7 separate regions of the Mus musculus genome follow, and all the other regions are linked to region 1. A link is a contact called in public HiChIP or PLAC-seq, Micro-C and promoter capture Hi-C data. All regions are on one chromosome and are shown on one strand. The core of a region is the stretch at or near the end of the contact, and the rest is flanking DNA. Distances in the headings are between cores, read along the strand shown.

Evidence for each region. Promoter capture Hi-C pulls out the DNA fragments that hold promoters and counts their contacts. A called contact is a pair of places that touch in the nucleus more often than the background predicts. HiChIP or PLAC-seq counts read pairs in DNA pulled down with a chosen protein or histone mark.
Region 2: a contact with region 1 is called in an H3K4me3 HiChIP or PLAC-seq map of embryonic forebrain, with 8 times the contacts expected there. The contact joins the enhancer-like site here to the promoter of Gad2 in region 1. A contact is called at or near these places in 6 of 39 promoter capture datasets (the 3T3-L1 cell line, the C10 cell line, embryonic stem cells and 2 more), 1 of 484 Hi-C or Micro-C datasets (Th1 cells), 9 of 115 datasets of contacts at active chromatin or transcription factors (astrocytes, embryonic basal ganglia, embryonic forebrain and 5 more) and 1 of 9 other capture datasets (adipose tissue).
Region 3: a contact with region 1 is called in an H3K4me3 HiChIP or PLAC-seq map of neural tube, with 5 times the contacts expected there. The contact joins the enhancer-like site here to the promoter of Gad2 in region 1. A contact is called at or near these places in 9 of 39 promoter capture datasets (3T3-L1-derived adipocytes, the C10 cell line, the HPC-7 cell line and 6 more), 12 of 115 datasets of contacts at active chromatin or transcription factors (SST interneurons, astrocytes, differentiating embryonic stem cells and 8 more) and 1 of 9 other capture datasets (adipose tissue).
Region 4: a contact with region 1 is called in an H3K4me3 HiChIP or PLAC-seq map of embryonic basal ganglia, with 2.7 times the contacts expected there. The contact joins the enhancer-like site here to the promoter of Gad2 in region 1. A contact is called at or near these places in 5 of 39 promoter capture datasets (the 3T3-L1 cell line, embryonic stem cells, liver and 1 more), 12 of 115 datasets of contacts at active chromatin or transcription factors (astrocytes, embryonic basal ganglia, embryonic forebrain and 6 more) and 2 of 9 other capture datasets (liver and macrophages).
Region 5: a contact with region 1 is called in a promoter capture Hi-C map of trophoblast stem cells, with 3 times the contacts expected there. The contact joins the promoter of Myo3a here to the promoter of Gad2 in region 1. A contact is called at or near these places in 14 of 39 promoter capture datasets (the 3T3-L1 cell line, the C10 cell line, HPC-7-derived erythroid cells and 8 more), 10 of 115 datasets of contacts at active chromatin or transcription factors (SST interneurons, embryonic basal ganglia, embryonic forebrain and 4 more) and 2 of 9 other capture datasets (liver and pancreatic islet).
Region 6: an H3K4me3 HiChIP or PLAC-seq map of embryonic forebrain shows a contact between it and region 1, with 4 times the contacts expected there. The contact joins the enhancer-like site here to the promoter of Gad2 in region 1. A contact is called at or near these places in 1 of 39 promoter capture datasets (liver), 14 of 115 datasets of contacts at active chromatin or transcription factors (astrocytes, a beta-TC-6 cell line, embryonic basal ganglia and 7 more) and 2 of 9 other capture datasets (adipose tissue and liver).
Region 7: a Micro-C map of embryonic stem cells shows a contact between it and region 1, with 4 times the contacts expected there. The contact joins the promoter of Acbd5 here to the promoter of Gad2 in region 1. A contact is called at or near these places in 1 of 39 promoter capture datasets (hippocampal neurons) and 1 of 484 Hi-C or Micro-C datasets (embryonic stem cells).

Annotation. Positions count from the first base shown.
Region 1 is chr2:22,621,032-22,623,731 of GRCm38.p6, reverse strand. It overlaps Gad2 (glutamic acid decarboxylase 2), which reads right to left and starts at 1,405. Exons shown (of 16, transcript NM_008078.2): 1 at 994-1,405; 2 at 237-296; 3 at 1-43. The coding sequence starts at 1,069.
Region 2 is chr2:22,249,925-22,252,757 of GRCm38.p6, reverse strand. The region is part of intron 3 of Myo3a (myosin IIIA); the gene reads right to left. Among named protein-coding and RNA genes, the nearest start is that of Myo3a, 24 kb to the right of the region's middle. Within about 2 kb of position 1,492, at least 3 of the 459 cell types and tissues checked have an H3K27ac peak or open chromatin away from gene starts, as enhancers often do. A contact at or near this core is called in embryonic forebrain, where this site is marked.
Region 3 is chr2:22,148,546-22,151,245 of GRCm38.p6, reverse strand. No RefSeq gene overlaps it. Among named protein-coding and RNA genes, the nearest start is that of Myo3a, 78 kb to the left of the region's middle. Within about 2 kb of position 1,300, at least 5 of the 459 cell types and tissues checked have an H3K27ac peak or open chromatin away from gene starts, as enhancers often do. A contact at or near this core is called in neural tube, where this site is marked.
Region 4 is chr2:22,337,181-22,339,997 of GRCm38.p6, reverse strand. The region is part of intron 13 of Myo3a (myosin IIIA); the gene reads right to left. Among named protein-coding and RNA genes, the nearest start is that of Myo3a, 110 kb to the right of the region's middle. Within about 2 kb of position 1,512, at least 57 of the 459 cell types and tissues checked have an H3K27ac peak or open chromatin away from gene starts, as enhancers often do. A contact at or near this core is called in embryonic basal ganglia, where this site is marked.
Region 5 is chr2:22,226,246-22,229,026 of GRCm38.p6, reverse strand. It overlaps Myo3a (myosin IIIA), which reads right to left and starts at 1,524. Exons shown (of 34, transcript NM_148413.3): 1 at 1,385-1,524. The coding sequence starts at 1,391.
Region 6 is chr2:22,292,481-22,295,271 of GRCm38.p6, reverse strand. Myo3a (myosin IIIA) reads right to left here. Exons shown (of 34, transcript NM_148413.3): 8 at 734-799. Among named protein-coding and RNA genes, the nearest start is that of Myo3a, 66 kb to the right of the region's middle. Within about 2 kb of position 1,496, at least 17 of the 459 cell types and tissues checked have an H3K27ac peak or open chromatin away from gene starts, as enhancers often do. A contact at or near this core is called in embryonic basal ganglia and embryonic forebrain, where this site is marked.
Region 7 is chr2:23,067,720-23,070,713 of GRCm38.p6, reverse strand. It overlaps Acbd5 (acyl-Coenzyme A binding domain containing 5), which reads right to left and starts at 1,642. Exons shown (of 14, transcript NM_001355637.1): 1 at 1,430-1,642; 2 at 1,095-1,263. The coding sequence starts at 1,444.

The sequences.
Region 1 (2,700 bases), core at 156-2,655:
CCGCCGCCCTCCGCTGGCTTCCCGGAGTCTCCATAGAGCAGAGCTGGACAAAGACACGGAACGCGGGACCTGAGTCAGCTGGCGGTAGTCTCCGCTCCTACATCCCCACCCACCCGGCAACCCAGGGATTCGTCCAACCTAGGCTGCAGGCTCAGAGGGGAGCCCACGACTTTGCTCCCGCCAGCCGCGGGCCCCCGACCTTGCCAGCCCTTCTCCCATTCAGTGCCACCACTCACCGCACAGCTTGTTTCCGATGCCGCCCGTGAACTTTTGGGCCACCTGGCACCACGCTCTCGCTGCAATCGCCAGGCAGGGAAAAGCGAATCGGAAAGAAAACAGACGGGCGAGTGAGAATTTTCGTTCCAAGTGAACCAGGTCTTTAAGTCCAGAGTCTGGGGGCCCGGCGCCAAACTCGAAGCAGCCACCAGCTAGCGACTCTGCTTTCAGCAGGTGGGGGAGTCCGAGGGAATCTGACGCCGGGGCCAGCCCTTTCCTTGCGGTGTCCCAGAAAGAAAGCAGCTCACAACGCCGCCCTTTGCACTTTGTTCGCCAGGTTCTCGGGTTTCCAGACTCTCCCTGCCCTCACCTGGGCTGCCTTTCCTAAACCCGAGGCTGTTTGTTTCTCACCGCGCTTGCCTTTCAGACCCCAAACTCTTTCCTGCTCCCATTTTGTCTTTCCCTGCCCAGGGTCTAGACGTCCCGAGGCAAAGCCTAGATCTTTGATTTCTGACTCCCGCAGACGCTGCAGTCTTTCAGGAGCCTATGTTTAGGGGAAGGGGCCTAGACAACCCTGGGCTTTTTCCCTGGGGGACAAAGGACTGGGTGGGGGGGGGGGTTGGTGTTCTCACACAGTTACGGACTTAACCCAGAGAGCCGGGCGAAGCGCCCGAATAAGTTTCCTGTTGCAGATGTCAAAGCTTTGATGATCAGCCTAGCCCTGCAAACCCTAAACCACCCACAAAGCTCTCCCGCTGCAGGTCCTGATTTTCCTACCTGTGCCCGGGTTCTCAGGATCCGCAGAGCCATCTTCAGATCCGAAGGACCAAAAGCCGGAGCCAGGAGACGCCATGGGTTCTGCTAGACTGGCGCTGGTCGCCTCCAAGTGGCTGTGGCAAGCTGCCTTTGCCTCGACCCTGCACGAGAGTGCGTGCGTGTGCGAGTACGTGTGGCGGGAGAAGGGCACCGCGCGAGGGCTGGAGCGGCAGCGCGACGAGGGTGGGTGTCACACAGGGACAGGAAACGTGCTGTCTGCGTATGCCAGTGCTCGTGCGTGTTTGTATGTTCCAGTCAGGGCGCAGGGACGCGCTGCTGTGCTCTGCGCCGCCGAGGTTAAATGGGGGGAGTAGCCGTGATCCTCGCAGTCTGGAGATTGGAAAGTGGAAAGGGCCCAAGAGATTTTTAGGGAGAGGGAGCTTGGTGGGGAGATGAGAGAGTGACGGAAGGGAAATGGAGGCGCTGGGTCGTGAGGTGCGAGTCAGATGCGGGGGAGGGAGGCGTGCCTGCGTAGTGCTGACCCAGCCACAGGCGCTCCAGGTCTGCTTCTGCCGGAACGCGCTGTCCAGGGTGCTACCACAGCCCTCAGCACGCTGGCCTAGGTGACCCCAGGGACAGGGAGACCTTGGCAAGATTGGAATGGTGGCCGAGGGCAATTTCACGTGTGCATCGATTGGCTCATTGTTTGAGGGCTGTCTCTGGCTGCTGCCGAGCAAAAGTGGTTCTCGCGCCCGCCTTCCTCCAAACCAGTGCTGAGGTCGCTGTGACCTCAAGAGCCCAGGCCACCTGGCCTCAATCAGGAAGAGCTCCAAAGCTTGGGGAAGGAACCAAGGAGGGAGGAAGGTGGACCGCTTCCACACCAACGAACTCATTTCATCTCCTTAGCAGAGCCTAATGTCTGCCTGCTGAGCTGAGCCAGCCTGGGGGGTGGGGGTGGGGGTCGTACGGTTTCTGTGCAGTCATGCCTGGGTCCCCAGACCCATCGTCCAGGTTTTGACTGACGGCTGAAGAGAAAGGCTGCTGATTGAAGCAATTAAAATCCACGCTGGAATCTATCACTGAGGACCTCAGGCTGAGAAAAATTAAATAAATAAAACGAACAGAAACTTCTTGGAGTGGGTGAGAGCTGACACATACACAGGATTCAGGGAGTCTCAAAGTAAGCGAATCAGTTTTTCCAAATCCCAGGAAAAGGCACTCCCATCTTTTCAGGGATACTCAACCCACTGACCTCGTCCCTTCCCAAGAGGAGTTCTTGCCATCAGCAGGTGCCTAGGAACACAACAGTGGCAATTTCCCAGCCCAGAAAGAAGTAGTTTCGTTTGTGTTTTCTAATAAAGGAATGAAAAAATCCTTTCTGTTTCCCTTTTCCCAAAGGCTCTTAAATGCAGGGACGGCGCCTTGAGGAAGATTTGGGGCCCTCTGGCTCCGCTTCCGTTTCCTCTTGCCTATACTAAACCCATAGTTCCAGGCTTACAGAGAGCTCAAGAAAGACTTGCAGGAAAGTGCTGCTTTAAACCGTTCCCGATCTCCTTTCCTTCTCTCCGAGCGAGGGACTGCAGCTTCCCTGCTCTCCATAGTCCTTTATTCCTTCTTTGAGTTTTTCAAATGAGTCACCAAAGCTGTTGCCGGAGGAGAAACCCTGGGACCTTTAGTCTTGGTGACCAGGATCACTTATTTTGTTAGGGATCCGGAGACCTCGAATAA
Region 2 (2,833 bases), core at 243-2,742, 370 kb after region 1:
AGATGCTGTATTTTTGTGCAGTGTTCTGTCTGTGTATGTGAGGATTATGTGCTGACAAAAACATTGTCATGGCCAGAAGTAGCAGATAGCAGAAGTCAGAGATTTCCACTTATTTCTCTGCCAAGTGGAGAACCTGGAAGAGTGCTTTCTAGCCTCTTATCCTTAGATAAGAGTCATCTGAGTATGTAAGAATAACTCCAACCTGGGCATGGTGGCACATACCTTTAATCCCAGCATTTGGAAGGCAGAGATGGGAAAAGGCCAGCCTGGTCAACATAGTAAGTTCCAGGTGAGCCAGGGCTACATAACAGAGAGAACATCCTGTCTCAAAATAAATAAATAAAATAGCTTCCAAATTTCATTCATGAATTTTCTACTTCATCGGTACAAGCAGTCCACACTTATAATCAGGAAGTCTGGAGGATACTACAGAAAAGAAAGCTCCTGCAACCATATCTCTTTTCTGTCAGTAAGATAAGATGACAGTCCCCTTTGTCTCTCCTTGTCAAAAGCCTTCTCTTTTATTCTCTATTAATATGCCTATTTATACTCTTTGTATCACAAGCAACAATAAACTAATTTAGCTTTAAATCACTACAATAATCACCTCTAATATAAGTTCATTTTGATCCCATACTGAGAGCCTACCACTATGGCCAGTGCAAAGTAAGAGGTGAGTTCAAGAAAACAAACTGACTAGATATAAATTCTATAAAGGTTTCTACACAAATGCACATGTGTACACAGTAACAGGTCAGCTTTTCCTATGGTGTAGACAGGGTCTGCACAACGTGTGATATATTTCAATAAAATGTATTTATATATTAAATTCTAGATGCCAAATACATGATTAAACAATTATGAAAGCAGACAGCACCTAACAGGCATTCCCTAATGTGTGCTCACGTACTGTGTGACATGTCATGTGAACATTCTAGTATGAAACCAATGGTTTAAGGGTAACATTGACAACTGATCCATTTGAGATATATTTTGGAAACTCTAACCACTAAATCCAAATAAAAAATAATTCTCTCATTCTAAGATGTTTTAAAAGTCTTGGGGAAATACTTGATAACTAAAAACCTATAACAAAGGAAAATAATTTAGCAGATGAAATACTTTAATATACATAAAGAAAACCTATTAATCTATCGATTAGCAACACAGTACCTACAGCAACATTATATCCTGGTACTCCTATATAAACAACAGTGACTTTGGCAAGCTCTGATGTATATGGTAGGCAAGAAGGACAGTGATGTATATTATTTATGCATTTCTGGGACAAACAGCATAAAGGAGGACACTTAGACTGTATGCCCATCTTAGCTTTTAAACAAAACCATAAATGAAGCGACTCCAGGTAATCAGTGTCTATTCTGTTGCAGACACATGAAATAACAGCCTTTTAGATGAGAGCTGGGAATGGTTTTTCTGCTCTGAGAACATGAAAGAAATCATGCTGTCAGTCTGCAGTTCCACTGCAATTGTGAGCACAGAGAAGAAGGAAAAATATTAGGCTACCAGAGAAAGGCAGGAGCCAGCTTCCACACCTGCCCTGCTTCCTGACACAGCAGAAAGATTGCTCTGGCTTTGCAACCCTTCCTAGGTACATAATACTAACGTGTTAATCCTGAACAAATAGAAAACTCTCATTCATTGTGTTGTCTTTATCTTCCTGTTTTCTCCTCTTATGGCAGACCTTATATTACTTCTAGATGTAAGTATAAGAAAATCCAGAATAACCAATAATGCCTGACGTATGATGTATGAAGACCACTTCTGTGACCTACAATGTATATTTGATAGGCTTTGTTACTATTTACTGAATTTTTTTGTGCTTTCAAAAACTACCTGTAATTGACAGTCTTTGATCTCCTGAAAGGGATATAATTTCAAAGAGGAAAATTTCTGTACTTGGAAGGCCATGAAAGAAAGCAGTGTCATGATTACAAATGAACAAATTAGGGACGATTGAGATAAAGACCAGGACACATTTTGTAGCACCGCCATGGAGAGAGCAATTAGTACAGAGACGCATTAGGCCAGTAAGGCTCTTTTAACAGAAGGATGTGCTATTCTGGATTTTGGCTTTATTATGGCTGAAGGCACACTGAGCAAATGGCTTCAGAGTCTGGGTTTCCTCTGTAGTTAAAATGTGGTTGTTCATTCAGCCAAGGAGCAGAAATTACAGGAAAATCTCAGGTCTTTTGTGCTCAGCAGCAGCACAGGATTGGTGGCAATGTTTTAAGTCAATATAGCTCTGTTGTTTTGTTCTCCAGGTTTGGAGGATAAGAATATTCAGAAACCTAACCTGCTTGTATATGCGCATCATTGCAAATAATAGACTCTACTGTGACAATACAAACCTCCACTGGTGTTCCATAGACAACAGACAAACTGACTCCCTTGTCTTTTTAAGAACTGGTTTTGTCTAAGTGGAATCAGGAAGCAATGGCTGCTTTCATTAACTTGTGAAAACTTTAGACTGCAAATGTGTTCATTTATAGATTATATTAGATTATAATATATATTATATAATATATATTATAGATCAGTCCATGGAAGTGGTTCCTTAAAACAGTCTGGTTTTTTGTCATTTTCAGACATTTGTGGGGTAACAGAATCGATGAAAATAAAAGAATGATCAACTTGAAAAGATAATTTAAACACACACACACACACAGAGTAAAAAAATAGATTGCCCTGGTATGTTATGGGAAATTTCTATTCCAACAATCTCAGTTCTGGATTAAAACTTAAATGAAAAGAGAAGCCACTACAGGCATTTGCCTAAGCTAGCGTGGCCTTCTACCTGGAAGGCTGATGG
Region 3 (2,700 bases), core at 51-2,550, 470 kb after region 1:
AGGCTGCCTCACTTCATGGCTAAAACCTAGACAGGTGAAGCAGTTCTGTTTATCAGTACCTTGTACCCTCCTCTCACTTAGTCTAGGCAATTTATTTATCTTATTGTAAGTCCAAAACAAAAGAGACAGAGCAGAGCTATTGCACAGGCCAATGTTTTGACACCGATGAAGTCATTCTATGCGCAGAGCAAGCATCTTCATTTCCTTAAAGCAAAACAGAAAGCTGAGCAAGGTCACAATAAAGCACCCTTACTTTGAATTGTTAATTACTCTAAGTTCCTGTAATTTTAATAAAAGTGGGAATATGTATAATACAATCATATGATTTTCTGACATGAAATAGTTTTACTTATGATATAAATTGAAAATCATACAGGAGACCATGTCAGGGCGATTGGAAAACATCTAATAATCCCAGACTTGGCAAGCTGAAACAAGAGGATCTCAAGTGTAAGGCCAGCCTGAGCCATGAGACACCACCACCAAAAATAAACAAAGAACAAAGCAGGAGGGGCTTAGATTGGAGCTCAATGGTAAAATACCTGACCAGAGCATCCAATCCCTATATCCTTTGTGCACTAACTTCTAATAGGCATAATGGATGCTGTTCTAGAAGCAATTCTGGGTTGCTGCGAGGATTAAAGGGATCAATGTGATAGGGCTTTTAGGAAAGAATCAGGCACATAAATGGTATGCAGTGTGAACTAACCATAGCTATTTTAAACAGACTTATTTATAAAGCATTAAGTGTTTGATATTTATCCTTCTTAGCCACAAACTGTTTAAGTTTCCTTTGTAAGAGACTAGCATTTTAAACATTTTCTTAAAGACTTAAGCTTCTTATAAAGATAATCATCAGTTTGAAGAAAATGTATATTTCAGTGAAACACATTTATTCTTTCCACTCTCCATAAAAACAGACACAAAAATGTAACAAGGAAAAGCCAATAATCGAATTTCCAGGTGTGATTTCTGAAGATCATTTTAGCAATCTCGGTATAAGAACTTTCATACATGGAAGGCTTTTAAGAGGTAATTATGATTTTCTGAAAAGAAATGCAGGGAGAGAAAGTGAGTTTTATTAACATTGATTACATTGACTGCTTTCATTTCCAATAAATAAACATTGTCCAAATTGAAACATATATTGAAGCCAAGGGAGAAGTACTATTGATAGAGGAGGCCCAAATGTCAGAACCATGCAGAAACTGTAGTTTTGGAAATGTGCTTTAGGATCCAAATGCCGTAAACCTTCAAGTGACCTTTGTGCTCCAAGCAGTCAGCAAATGGCCAAATCTAGTTTGTGTTACCATGGAGATGCACTTTGATGGAAAGACCTCTGAAGGGGCTGAGCAGCATGAGTGATTAGCAGGCCGTATTGTGATAAATAAGAATTTGTGTCACTGTAGGGCTCTCTGTAAGAGATTAAGCATGTGTGTGCAGTGCTGATAGCATTGTTTAAGAAAATATCTGATATGATTAATGTCTATAAATGAAGAGCACATTGGAATTGCTTTTAATGTTTTCCGTGGTGTTTCTAATATAAAAATTAGAGGAGGCGAAAAGGACATCAATTTAATTTAAGAACAAAAGTCAATGACAAGCATGGTTTATTTTAATAAGCTTCTTAACAAATATTTGATATTCTAAAGATACTATATAATAAGGTAATTAAAATTATTATAGAATTCTCACCCAAGCCCATAATAAAAGTTATTTTTGTCTTATTGACCAGAACTGGATACACAGTGATATTTATTCAACTCATTTATTCAACTCATGTTCAAATGTTTGTATCTAGTACATGGGGGACATTCTTAAAAACAATGGGAGTGCAAAGACAAGAAAGATAGCACGACCTGTTCTCCAGAAGTGATGTGATCACAGGAATTAAATAATAACTCTACTTCTGGATTTCTGGAATTGGAAACACTATGTATTGTGCATAAATGCTGAAAATGTTATTATTTTCTGGTCCTATGAATATTGTGATCTAACTGACTTTGTAACTGCATCTACAAAACCCAGTGGTCTGTTCTAAGGAAGAAATTACAATATGATAGTAGAGGACATAGTAAAACTTACTCAAGTGCATAAGCCTGGGCCCATTGCTAAGCTTTCACTGTGAACTGCATAGATCAGAAGCAAGATCAGCAGGCCACCATGGTGATAGGGTGAGGCATTATGTATGTCCATGAATGAGAGCCTTTGAGGAAGGGTTGTAGGCAAGCTAAACAAATTGGTGTTCTGACCAAGTATCTACTCCAGTAAGAATAAAACAGTTCATCTCCTATGATGGAACTGACTCATTGAAATTAGTCTGTGTTCACCTAGCTGGCTGGTCACTGGGAAATGTAGTTATCCCAGAGGCTCTGTGTTGGTCTCTGCAACAAGTGGCTGAAGTCAGGTCAGCCTGGGTGAGTGGTGGTCCGTGTTGCTGAGGATATGTATAAAGACTACCCATGGTGTGCTGGATACATTATACATGAACCCATTGGATGATGACAGTGATGATCAGGGAGAAGGTTGATTAGTGGTCTTTGAATGGTTCATTTGGTTCTTAAATGCCTTCTGTGCTGGGATCACCTTTTTGAGCGTTCACATGGGACACAAATACCTTGTGTATTTTGCCCTTTCTAAAAAGTGTATTCCCATGATCTTTGTTTTATTTTATTTTTGTTTAATTTAAGACAGGATCTC
Region 4 (2,817 bases), core at 263-2,762, 280 kb after region 1:
AATAAACTGTACCCAATTGATTTTATTCACCAAAAATAACAGCAACCTTTTCTGTATTATTTTTAGATAAACCACAAAACATTTATTTCTGTAGGTTTTGCTTATAAATCCAGCCAAGGCAGTAGACATAGTCATGTAAGAAGGAGAAGACAACAGACATGTCAGCTACCTATAGGGACGGATGGCCTCTGGGTCTGTCTTCTCCAAGAAGCAGAAGTGAGTAGTAAACAAGCCTATGAAAATGTGGGCTCAGCAAAGGAATGCAAACAGCAACAATCAAAGGAGGAGCAACAGGGCCTGGCTATGCCATTTTTACTTTAAGTTGTTCCTTTGAGGTTCTTTGGCCCCGATCTACACAGAAGGCTGCTCATTGCTTCCTGTGACTGCCCATAATGAGCTAATCTGTTGTTTTTGCTTTTGCAGTAGTGAGGCAAGAGCCTAGGGCTTGCACATGCTAGGCAAGAGCGCCACACTAAGCTCCACCCCGGTCCTCACTTGTTCTTTGAAACAGGCTCTCACTATGTGGTCCAGGCTGGCCTAAGGCTTGTCATCCTTATACCTTTGCTTTCCCAGTGCTGCTACCACAGATCTGAAACACCTATAACTCCAAGTCAAAAGTCAAAGGTGTATTTCATCATGACACATTATAAAATGTATTTCTCTCACAAAATGCATTTTCCAAAGACCTGATAACTTAATAACTGACAACTGGATCTACAGTGATAATGTCATATCTAAAATGACTTTTTAAAAAAAAGATTTGTTTATTTATTTTACGTATATGAGTACACTGTTGCTCTTTTCAGACACACCAGAAGAGGGCATCGGATCTGATCAGAGATGGTTGTGAGCCATGGTTGCTGAGAATTGAACTCAGGATCTCTGGAAGAGCAGTCAGTGCTCTTAACCACTGAGCCATCTCTCCAGCCCCTAAAATGGCTTTTAACTAAACATTTCCAGAGTGCCACCAGCAGAGAGACATTTTGGGACTCCCAATGCCAACGTCTGGAAGAACAGACAGGTATTGAAAGCACAGGAGTTCAAACAGAGGCCATTTAAATACATGGATTACCAATAGCTAATGGTATGTGAAACTGGAGGTCTATCAGCAAGTCATTAACTGGCCAGGTCAGACTGGCTGCTCTTCATGCAGTTGGGGACAGCCCAGAAGTTAGGCAAGGCCTTCTAGCCACCATCTGGTCCAGCTCTTCCCTCCCAGCCTCGTCAGGGCAGCGTGGCCGTCCCGCAGGGCCCCGGAGGGGAGCTGGGCGGGCCCGCCGGCTCCGCAAGGCCGGGCGGAGGAGGGGCTGGCGCGCGAAGCCCCGGGGCGGGGGTCAGGAGTGGCCCTTGGGCAGAGCCTGGGCTGGGGGGGGGGCACGGCTCCACAGTGCTGTGTGCGTCCCCCCCCCCCCCCCCCGAGGATTTAAAGCCGCCGCCCCTGCTGTTGCACCTCCAGCCCGCCCGGGATGCTGCAGCCTCCTTTCCACATTGCACCCACCCTCTTGCTGAAGGGTGACCTCTCTTCCCTCAGCTCTCCGCCCCCGCCCTCTTCGCAGGCGACCTTTCCCGCAGGCGGGCATGCGCCTAATAAGTACTTTATATGCAAACAAAATCACAGGAGCACAAATTTTGGTTCACTGCCAGAGGCTACAGTGGGGTCCATATGCCCCTCCCGAACACGTTTCACACACTTTCTCAGGAATACAGGAAGAGGCATTTTTCTCTTTTCTTATTCACATACAATTCTGTGTTTGACATGGCTTGAAAACATAATTAATCTACAGGCAGTCTGCACAGAGTGCACCTTCTCACTTTAAACCTAAATATTGACCTGGGACTACATCTGAATCTTTCTTAAAGTCTATTCGACTTTCCTTATGTTTACAGAAATTTCTAAGCATCAAAGTAAGAGGATAAAGATATTTTGTGAATGCAGATTTGGAGAGAAAAAAAAAATCGCAGTCAGAGCAGCTCATCAGAGTGTACAGAAAGAATGGAATCCTAGCCAGGACACAACCTCCCCGGCTGCCTATCTACTATGTCGCACCATCTCTTGGGGACACATGTTCACATCCTGTCCTCTTCGAGCAGTGATTCTCAACCTTCCTTATGCTGCAACCCTTTAATACAGTTCCTCATGTTGTGGTGACCATCCCCCAAATAAAACTGTTTTTGTTGCTACTTCATAACTACAATCTTGCTACTATTACACATCATAATGTAAATATCTTATATACAGAGTATAGATGATATGCAACCCCCTGCCCCCCACCCCAAAGGGTTTGTAATTCACTGGTTGAGAACTGGTGTTTTTGTGGGTTAGGGGTACAACTCACTTGCATGTTGTTGGAAATTAGCTTAAGGAGATTATCTTTAGTGTTAATCTTAGAACCTTGCTGAGACCAGGTTTAAGGGAGTAGAAGTTTTCAAGATGATGGAAAACACTAATACTTAGAATGAACTTTTAAACTGCTCCTCATGTTGTGGTGACCACAAATAAAAAAAAAACCCTATTTTTGTTGCTACTTCATAACTGTAATCTTGCCACTGTTATGAATCATTATGTAAATATCTGATATGCAGAATATCTGATATGCAACCCCCAAAGGGGCCACACAACTGATGCTGTATTTGTCTTGATGAATGAAAGAAGCTATCACAGTGAGGCTTAGAAGCTGCCCAGAGATTTTCAAGTATAAAGAAACAATATGGATCCTGCTGGGACAAACTTGGCTCTGTGAAACATTTTTTGAGCGACCTCTACCTATGACAGAGCAAGAGAGCATCTTTACTACTCATTAAATAGTCCTAACCTGC
Region 5 (2,781 bases), core at 275-2,774, 390 kb after region 1:
TTATCATTTCATCAAGAAGACAAGTGATGAAACTAATTCTTATTTGTAAAAACTTAAAAACTACATTGCAGAAATAACTGAAATATTTTAAACCAAAACCTACATAACTTATGCAAAAGAACTGTATTCTGAAGTATATTTGAACTTTCCAGTGTTTATCCATTATGATTGTTAGTATCACCATCTCATGAACTTTCAAATGTTTTTTTATGTGACAGATACAAGTTACTTTTCAAAGAATATAGGCACCAAAATATATTAGGATGCCAAGATATATTTCAAAAAGAAAGCCTGGGTGATGCTATGCCGTAATGTGTTGTACACTCGCACACACACACATACACACACCCACACACCTACACATGAGAGAAAGAGAGAGGGGGGAGGGGGAGGGGGGCAGGGAGAGCTTGTCTACAAGACCATCAAATCAAATGTAATCTTTTCATTTGTATTTTTGTTCCTGTAGTAAAAAGAGGGGGACAAGATGGATGGAAGTAATTCTTCCCATGCTAGACATCACACAGATGAACACATTGTCTTTGAAAGCACACATATCCCTGCATTTCCCCATTTTAAGATGTAGAGTATAATGAAAGCCCAAAATATGAAAAACTAAAATGGCACAGATAGAATGCACTTTTGCTCATGGATCAAAATCTGGCACTTAGGCCTCTGCAAATCCGGAAAAACTGTCAACTTTACCACCTACCATTAGTTAAGCTAGAAAACAACGCATAATAAAATTCCAAAGCATGAATGTCCCAACCGCAGCTATGGTTCTGAGACAGTAACACAACAGAAAAAAGAAAAAAAAAATCATAGCATTATAGGAATAAACATTCAAGATCTGAAAAAAAGACATCAGAAATTGAACTTTGGAACAATTTAGACAGAAATGTTAACAGTTTCACACAGCTAACAGGGAATGCAAAGCAGCTCATGTTTTGTGCTTGGTGTAAAACCCTGAAGCTAATGGATTGATGCGAATTATAAAACCCGAAGGGTTAAGAGCAAATGGAAGATCAGTTACTTCACCAAGAAACTCATGAAAATGCTTAGGGTTTTCCAAAAAATATGTGTGTGCGCACCTGTGTGACATTCACATGCACTTTTAGAGTCACTGCTAGTTAGTTCAAGACGCAGGACCAATTCCAATACTACTTTTAGCTCCCATTATAATGGGAATTTCAGCAAGGTGCAAAAACAGAAGTCCTGAACTGGGCAGCGGATGAAAATTCAAATGCTCTCTAGCACCTGCTTCCTCTTCTCTACAAACCCTATTCCTCAGGTCACTATTTTCCCTCTGAAACAGGGACGCCACAGGTCTGCCAGTCCCGCCGGGTTCAGCTCAAGTCCCGGCCCCGCTGGGCTCACCCACACTCACTCTGCATATGAGCCAGGCGTTCTAAGGTCTGCAGGCTCCTTCCCCAGGTGGGTGCACAGTGTGGCCACTCCAATTCCTCTGCTGGCCCAATACTGGGATTTTGCACCGCCCTAGCGCGCCGCCGGGTCCCCTACAGAGGGGCGGGGCGAGGCCGGGCGGAGCGGAGCGGGGCGGGCCCCGTGGCACCTCCCAGGGCGGACCCAGGTCGCCCAGAGTTGCTGTCCAGTGGTTAGCTAGATGCTCATCCAACCCAGACGCTCCTGAGTCCTGGCCAAGCCTCCTGGCCCTGCCCAGAAACCACAGGGCTGCACCAGTGCTTGGGACACTCCTCTCCCACTGTGACTCACCTAAGCCTCAAAAAACTGTCCCCCAACAGGACCACCTTCCCCATGCCCAAAACAAGCTCGCATTCCAGGCCTCCACCCCTGGACAACTTCTCTTTGACCCTTGAGAAAGTTGGGGCTGGAATCACGGGGCTGGGACTTCTGCACTACAGATAGAGCCTATCATAACCAGATCTCTACCTTCACCTGCCTCCTGGGACAGTCCAGTCCGTTCCCACACGCCTCACAGACTGGGATACCAGAATGGGTCCATGCTTGCTAAGCTCCCTGGACAGTTCTAATAGGCATTTTGGGTTATCTCTTCTTCCCCTTCAAGGTCAAAATGTCCTTAGATTTTGTCACTGATCTAAACGGGCCTACTGTTCATATCAAAAGGAAAAAAATTGCAAGAGACATCCAGAAGGTCATCTAACCCTTAGCTACCTTTATAAATATAAAAATGAGTATTTGAATAGACATTCAAAACCCTCCCCATAAGATGGTTTTCTATAGAGTAACTGAACTGTGGATTTTTATTTTGCAGAACATCAAATCAAAGATTAACATAAACAGCTCAAACATTTTAAGTTATATCATTTTAAAGAAAAAGATCACCATGAATATACTTTAACACAAATCTAGTCGTTGTTGGATGTACTGAAAAATCAATGAGGCCAGGTATGAGAGCAACACACGCATCATGGGTTCAAGGCCAGCCTGAGTTATGTAGTGAAACCTTGTTCAGAAACCATAAACAATGAACGAATATCCAAGTTCCATATTCAGTAAAAAGCAATGATTTCACTACAGGCAAACAATACATAAACATACATAGAAAACTTGATCTCATTCAGAACTGGGAAATAACCAAATGATATCGAGAAAAACAGATGAAAATGTGGTCATGGGAATTTTAAAAACAGGTCTGTTGGGGAAATAGTTATAAAATATTTTATTGGGAGGTACAAGATCCCTAAGTGAAAAGGTAAGATTTTAAAAAGTAATTTAAACAGATCCTTGAACAGTGTGGGAACTTATTAGTACTTTTGGCAATAGTGGAATGCAGCCTCTTAC
Region 6 (2,791 bases), core at 247-2,746, 330 kb after region 1:
GCAATGTGCCCGGTCTGCATTTGCAGAGTGATTTGGCACATCGTATCATTACATCCTTCCTTTCTATTTACAACCAGGAGTCTCCCCTTTTCCTCTTTGATTTAGGTAAAGACAGTAAAAATTGTGAAAGGATTGGAGGACCTGATTTTTCTAAATGGCTGACCCACTTCTAATTAATTGTGGAGAGGCCAGTCACTTCTGTTAAACTGCTGGCAAGTGAAATCATTCTCTGGATTTCAAATGCAAAAGCCTTTGATAAATATGATCCTTAAAGCCACTGGCTGTGATGAAATCCCTGTGGTTGTAATGAGAGTCAGTGATGTAGACAAATGAAGGGTTAAATCACTGACCGCATAGGTACTAGATGGGAGCAGGTGGGAGATGCTCTTGGCAATGATGCAATGGCAGATGGGCAGGTGAGCATGTTCCTGGGTGGATGCTAAAAAGCCCTTGGAAACATGACTGCAGACAGGTGAAAACTTGACTCAGAGGTTACTATTTAAGTAATTTCACTGAACCCTTAGCAGATTATACAGATTTTCTGTTCTTTCTTTTTCTTTTTTGGGGGGGTGGGGGGGGGATGAGGTGTGGGTGGGAATGGTGGAGACCTCTGGAGTTGCTTACCAGATAAGAAAGAAGAGAAGGATTCAGAAGCCAGTGGTTACAGTAAACCATTCAAAGTCACAGCAGGCTGGTATTGTTTTTACTTGTATTTCTGACTATTGTTACTCACTTGCTAATGAAGTCATTGAACTCTGCGGACCACAGCTCAGGCTGCCGGAGTTTAGGGGGTGGATTCCTAGAAAATAAGAATTAAGGTTGGGATGGGAGCTGTGCATTGGTTAGATGGTGAAATAGGAGAAGCAGAGCAAAGACTTGCTTGACAGTCCTTGATGATACAGGTTCTGCCTGTATCATCAAGGACTGTCATTTCCCAATTCCAAGAACGGTAATTAGCGACTCATCATTCTTTATATAAAATGACAGCTTCCTAGTTTCTCTGAAAGCAGTTAATGTATAACCCAATTTTGCTGTTATTATTATTTTTCCTCCCTAAGAATCGTCTTGGGTTGTATGTGAAATCACTTAGTAGGAAATACCAATGTTTATCAGAACAGGAATATTGAATATTGGAAAAAAGTACTACAGAAGTCCCCCAGGAAGGTACAGGTGCACAGAGGTGCCCTGGAACAGGTAGCAACCCGCAGCAGGAAGGGACAAAAGCTTCCAGAGCTGTTCTTTTGTTCCGAGAAACATGGCAGGAAGCATGCACGCTTGTATGTGACAAAAGCAAAGAAGCAGAAAATGCCATTAGCTATAGTGCTCTGAATGCCGCTTAAAAGATCTTGTTATTAATTCTTTTCGTTTTTTTAAGCTGAGCAATTTTTTTTTTTTTCGAGCATCTGTGCACACAAAAGGGCTGTCACTTGACAGTGAGGCTGATGTGACTGTAATCAAGCACCATTGATCAACCATAATGGCTAAATTTGCTGAAGTGTCACTTTATGTTAATTCTAACAGCTCTTTGTTTTCATTAGGGGGATGGAAATGCTTTGTCCTCAGTCCTGTACTGCTCCTTAAACAGCTTATAATGAAATTAATGTATAGTCGGTACAGACTCATTAAAGCTAAGTGCACCTACGCATCTAACTGGATCACACCAAAGAGCACCAAAGCACCTTTCAGTCCAGTGGACTAGATGAAGATTGCTGATTTGAGCATTTGAAAAACTACTGTTATTCAGCCAATAATTTTACTTTGTTGCTTGTCCACTGAAAATGTCCTTTTACAGATTGAATTGCCTTGGGTATAACATAGTTTGCCAATTTCATAATACCCAGAACTGTAGTTATTCAGATCCCCTTTCCACATATTTCTACAACCATTATTTTCAGTATTTAATTTTAAGGACATGCTAGCAGCAGAAACAGTAAAAAATAATTAGTATGATGCACTTTGTTGCACTAAGTGTTACCAAGGCACAATAATCAGGGCTCTCCATCTTTCCTGTTTACCACCTTCATCTTTACCACCAAGTATGAAAACACAGGGTAAATATGATGGTTTATACTATGACTAAGGTGACTTAGGCATATATAGTTTCACCTTATATAATAAATGACAATAGAAGTTAGAAAAAATATATTTTTCTTGAAATGCTTTTGGTATATAGAGGATTTCTTCTTTCCTACACATCTTGTTTCCCCCATACAAGTGACATGTTTTATAAGACCAGTGTTATATAACACTGGACATTGAAATATAAAGAATGATGTATTATAATTCAGAGTTAGCACAGGAAGTTCCAAAGTATTAAACAACTTTTAATGCTTCATTACTAGAAAAACTTAATTACACACAAAAAAGGGATCCCCTTTCAGGAATAAGTATAACATGGTGGTATCATTTCTTTAGGACTACAACACAAAGTGTCTAACCTCCCCATCCCCAACTCCAGGTATATTTCACATGTTGAAATCACAACCTTTAATTAATAGCATGTGTAATTATTGACTATCTATGTACTACTATCTCTGGACCCCTGGCAATACAAGCTATGTGTGTTGGTATCAGGACCTCCGAAATCCATGACATCACATAGGCAGTAGAGAGACCTATACATCTGTTGCCAAGATAATGGCCACCATATTCCCAGAATTCATTGGGCTTACCTCCCACCTTTACCTGTCACCATGTCACCATCCATATATATAAGAGGAATGCTCTCTCTCTTCCCCACTTTCTTTTTGCTGCCACCTTGACCCTCCCCCCCCCTCTCTCAATAAATCTC
Region 7 (2,994 bases), core at 393-2,892, 450 kb before region 1:
AAATCAAAGCTCCAGCCCTCCTGATCCTCCAAGAAAGCTGGCATCGCAAAGCAGCCTGTGCCACTGATTCTGAAGGTGTGCAGGAACTAAATAAGGGCTTTGTACATGCCAACACATGCCCTACAAGCTTCCAAAACTATGCCTCCGGAAAATTTCTTACTGGAATGAACTATGCTTACTACTAATTTTTTAGCCAAATGATGATACATGAAAAGTGGGAAGATAGCTGGGCAATGGTGGCACACGCCTTTAATCCCAGCACTTGGGAGGCAGAGGCAGGCGGATTTCTGAGTTCGAGACCAGCCTGGTCTACAAAGTGAGTTCCAGGACAGCCAGGGCTACACGGAGAAACCCTGTCTCGAAAAAAAAAAAAAAAAAAAAAAAAGAAAAAGAAAAGAAAAGTGGGAAGACATTAAATACTATACAAATATAGTAATGTTATGTTTGACTTGGCCTACAAATCTAGCACACACAATAAAAATGCTTAAGATAATTTTAATCTAATTTATTATGAAAAGTAAATCACAATGCAAATGGATATAAAATTTCAAAGTAAAAGTCTCTCTTCCCAAGCTTCTCTATTTAGAACACTGAAAAAAAAATTTAGTGATGGAAAAAAAAATCCTTAACACTGGTCAGACAAAATTATAAAAAGTTTTACAAGCTGTTGCCAGGATACACACAAAGAAAACCGTACCTGACACATCATAGTCAAAATAATCATTTTACACGAGAATATAGTTGTCCTTTCCTTTCCGCTTCATATCAAAGTTTCTGAAGGTTCGGATTACACTTTTGAGTTAGGTAGCACCAGACATCCCTCCCCAGTTTTTGTTTTTGTTTTTTAACTTTCCCAAATCCACAGTCATTAAGTGATAAGACTTGTTCTCAAGAATATAAACTACTTAAAACCTAGATAATACGTCGCCTTTGGCCTCAAAAATCAGCGGTAATTAATTAGCATTCAATACCATTCTTTCAATTACATTTCTTTCAATTACATTTCTTTTAATGACAGAGCGAGAGGGGGCGCTAAATAAGGTAGACTAGAAGCAGCTGGAAAAGGTCTTTTACCTAGAGCCCACTGCACATACCATTTTTCGGCAAACTCTGGATCACCTTCACGGCCGCCTCAAATCTGGTTTCATACACTGACGGTGTGTCCGCCATCTCCAGCTGCCAGCGCCGGCCTCGGTCCCAAGGTCTGTCCGCGGTAATCACACAGCAGCAGCAGCACCAGCTTCCCCAAGAGCCTGCATGAAACTGAACACCGAGCGCAGCAGCGGATTAATGACAGGAGCATAGCTGGTCAATTCCCCTTTGCCTGCCCAATCAAGGCCACATCAACTCAGGTGGCCCGGTTCCTTCCTCCTTCGTGGGGCGTGTCTAAGAGTACATCCCAGCCAACAAAAACAGCCAAACAACTCACCGCGAGGAAGAGCATCTCTAGCAGCAGGCCTTGGAGGTTGAGCCGCCCGTGATAGCGGACCCTTTCTCCCACCCGGAAGATGCCGGCCAACCAATCACACCCCCCATTCCTGAGAAGTTCTGCCGTCGGTGGGCAGCCGCCCCACAGCCCCGCCCCAGAGTCACCGGAGGACCCACTAGCCTCCGCCGCCGCGGCCGCCGTGCAGCAAACCCCACCCACCCGCTCCGCCGCGGTGACGTGCACGGGCTGCGCGTTCTCAGAGGAGGGGAAAAGAGGCTGCAAGGCGCTCCGGCTGGGGTTGGTCTGTGGAGAACCCGGTGCTTGTTTATGTTCGGGCTGAGGACAGCAAGCCTGGTGACGCGCTAGGATTCTATGCCAGGTCCTAAAGGTGGCCCCTGGATACCGCTAGTGTTTAAAGAAAAGAAAAACACAAGAGTCGGTGGTCCTCAATGCCTAGCCTCGGGGTTAAACCGGAGAAGGGAGTGAATCATAAAAGTGGCTTCAAAACTTCTTTTGACATTTACTCTCTGTGACCTAGGAGAAGGCACTTGACCTCTTCTGTGGATATACAACACGCTAAAGGGGAGAAAGGGAGGATTAAGGGCAAGGATGGAAGGGCTTAGCCCTGGCCCCCAAGTCTGGGACAGCTTTCACCGTCTGGCCCCAAGGGTGGCCGCGGAGAGAGCAAAGGTGAGCGGTGGCGGCCTGCTGCGCAACACCTCCACTACCCACTCTCCAGGCCCAGGAGACAGGCACAGCCACGTCCAGCTCCGCCGGAGGCTAGGGATGGAGATGGTCGGTGAACAACGTAATGCCCGCGTTGTAGGCACTTAGGAAGCTCCCCGCAGGCGTAGAGTGCCGTGGCCTGGAAATCTCAAGGACGCCCCGCTGGGAACGTCAGTTTTGTCGGTTTAGGATGGGTTGGGAAGATTACTCGTAAAAATCTAGTTGCGAACTATAAGTCACTCTTCCCTTGGAGCCGCGATGTCGGCATTTACCTTGATATAGCCAAATGACTGGCAAGGCCTGTCCGTTTTGTCTCGACGCCTGCCCCGCACCTTGCCCCCGCGGGCTTATGGGAACTGTAGTCCCCCGGCGCTTCCGGACACCTTCCTCTGTAGGCTGGCGTAGTCCCCCTCCGGTTCCGGTTCGGTTTTTCCTTGTAGCCCACCCTTCCTGTGTGTGGCGGAAGTTCCTTTCTTCCGGATTGCGTTTGGGGCGTCTCCGAAGTACTTCTTAAGCTTCGAGCAGAAAGGAATCCTCTGACATAGCTTGTTTATCTGGGTATTGAGAACAGTGTCGTCTGAAGAGTTCTTTCAGGGCTCATGCGGCCTGTATTCAAAAGTACCCCAGAAACAGTTCCGGACTCACTGATCGTTTAATCAAAAAGACCAAAGGCACTGGAGGAACGCAGGCTTCACTAGAGAACCGCTCCCTAGTACTTCACCGCCTTCATATGTGTGATGTTTGGCAAACGTATGATCTGTTTCAAAAGCACTGTAAGGTGTTGATAGATGAGGAAATGATAGTTGACTTGCCCAAGGTCCTAAAATTTAATGATTTAG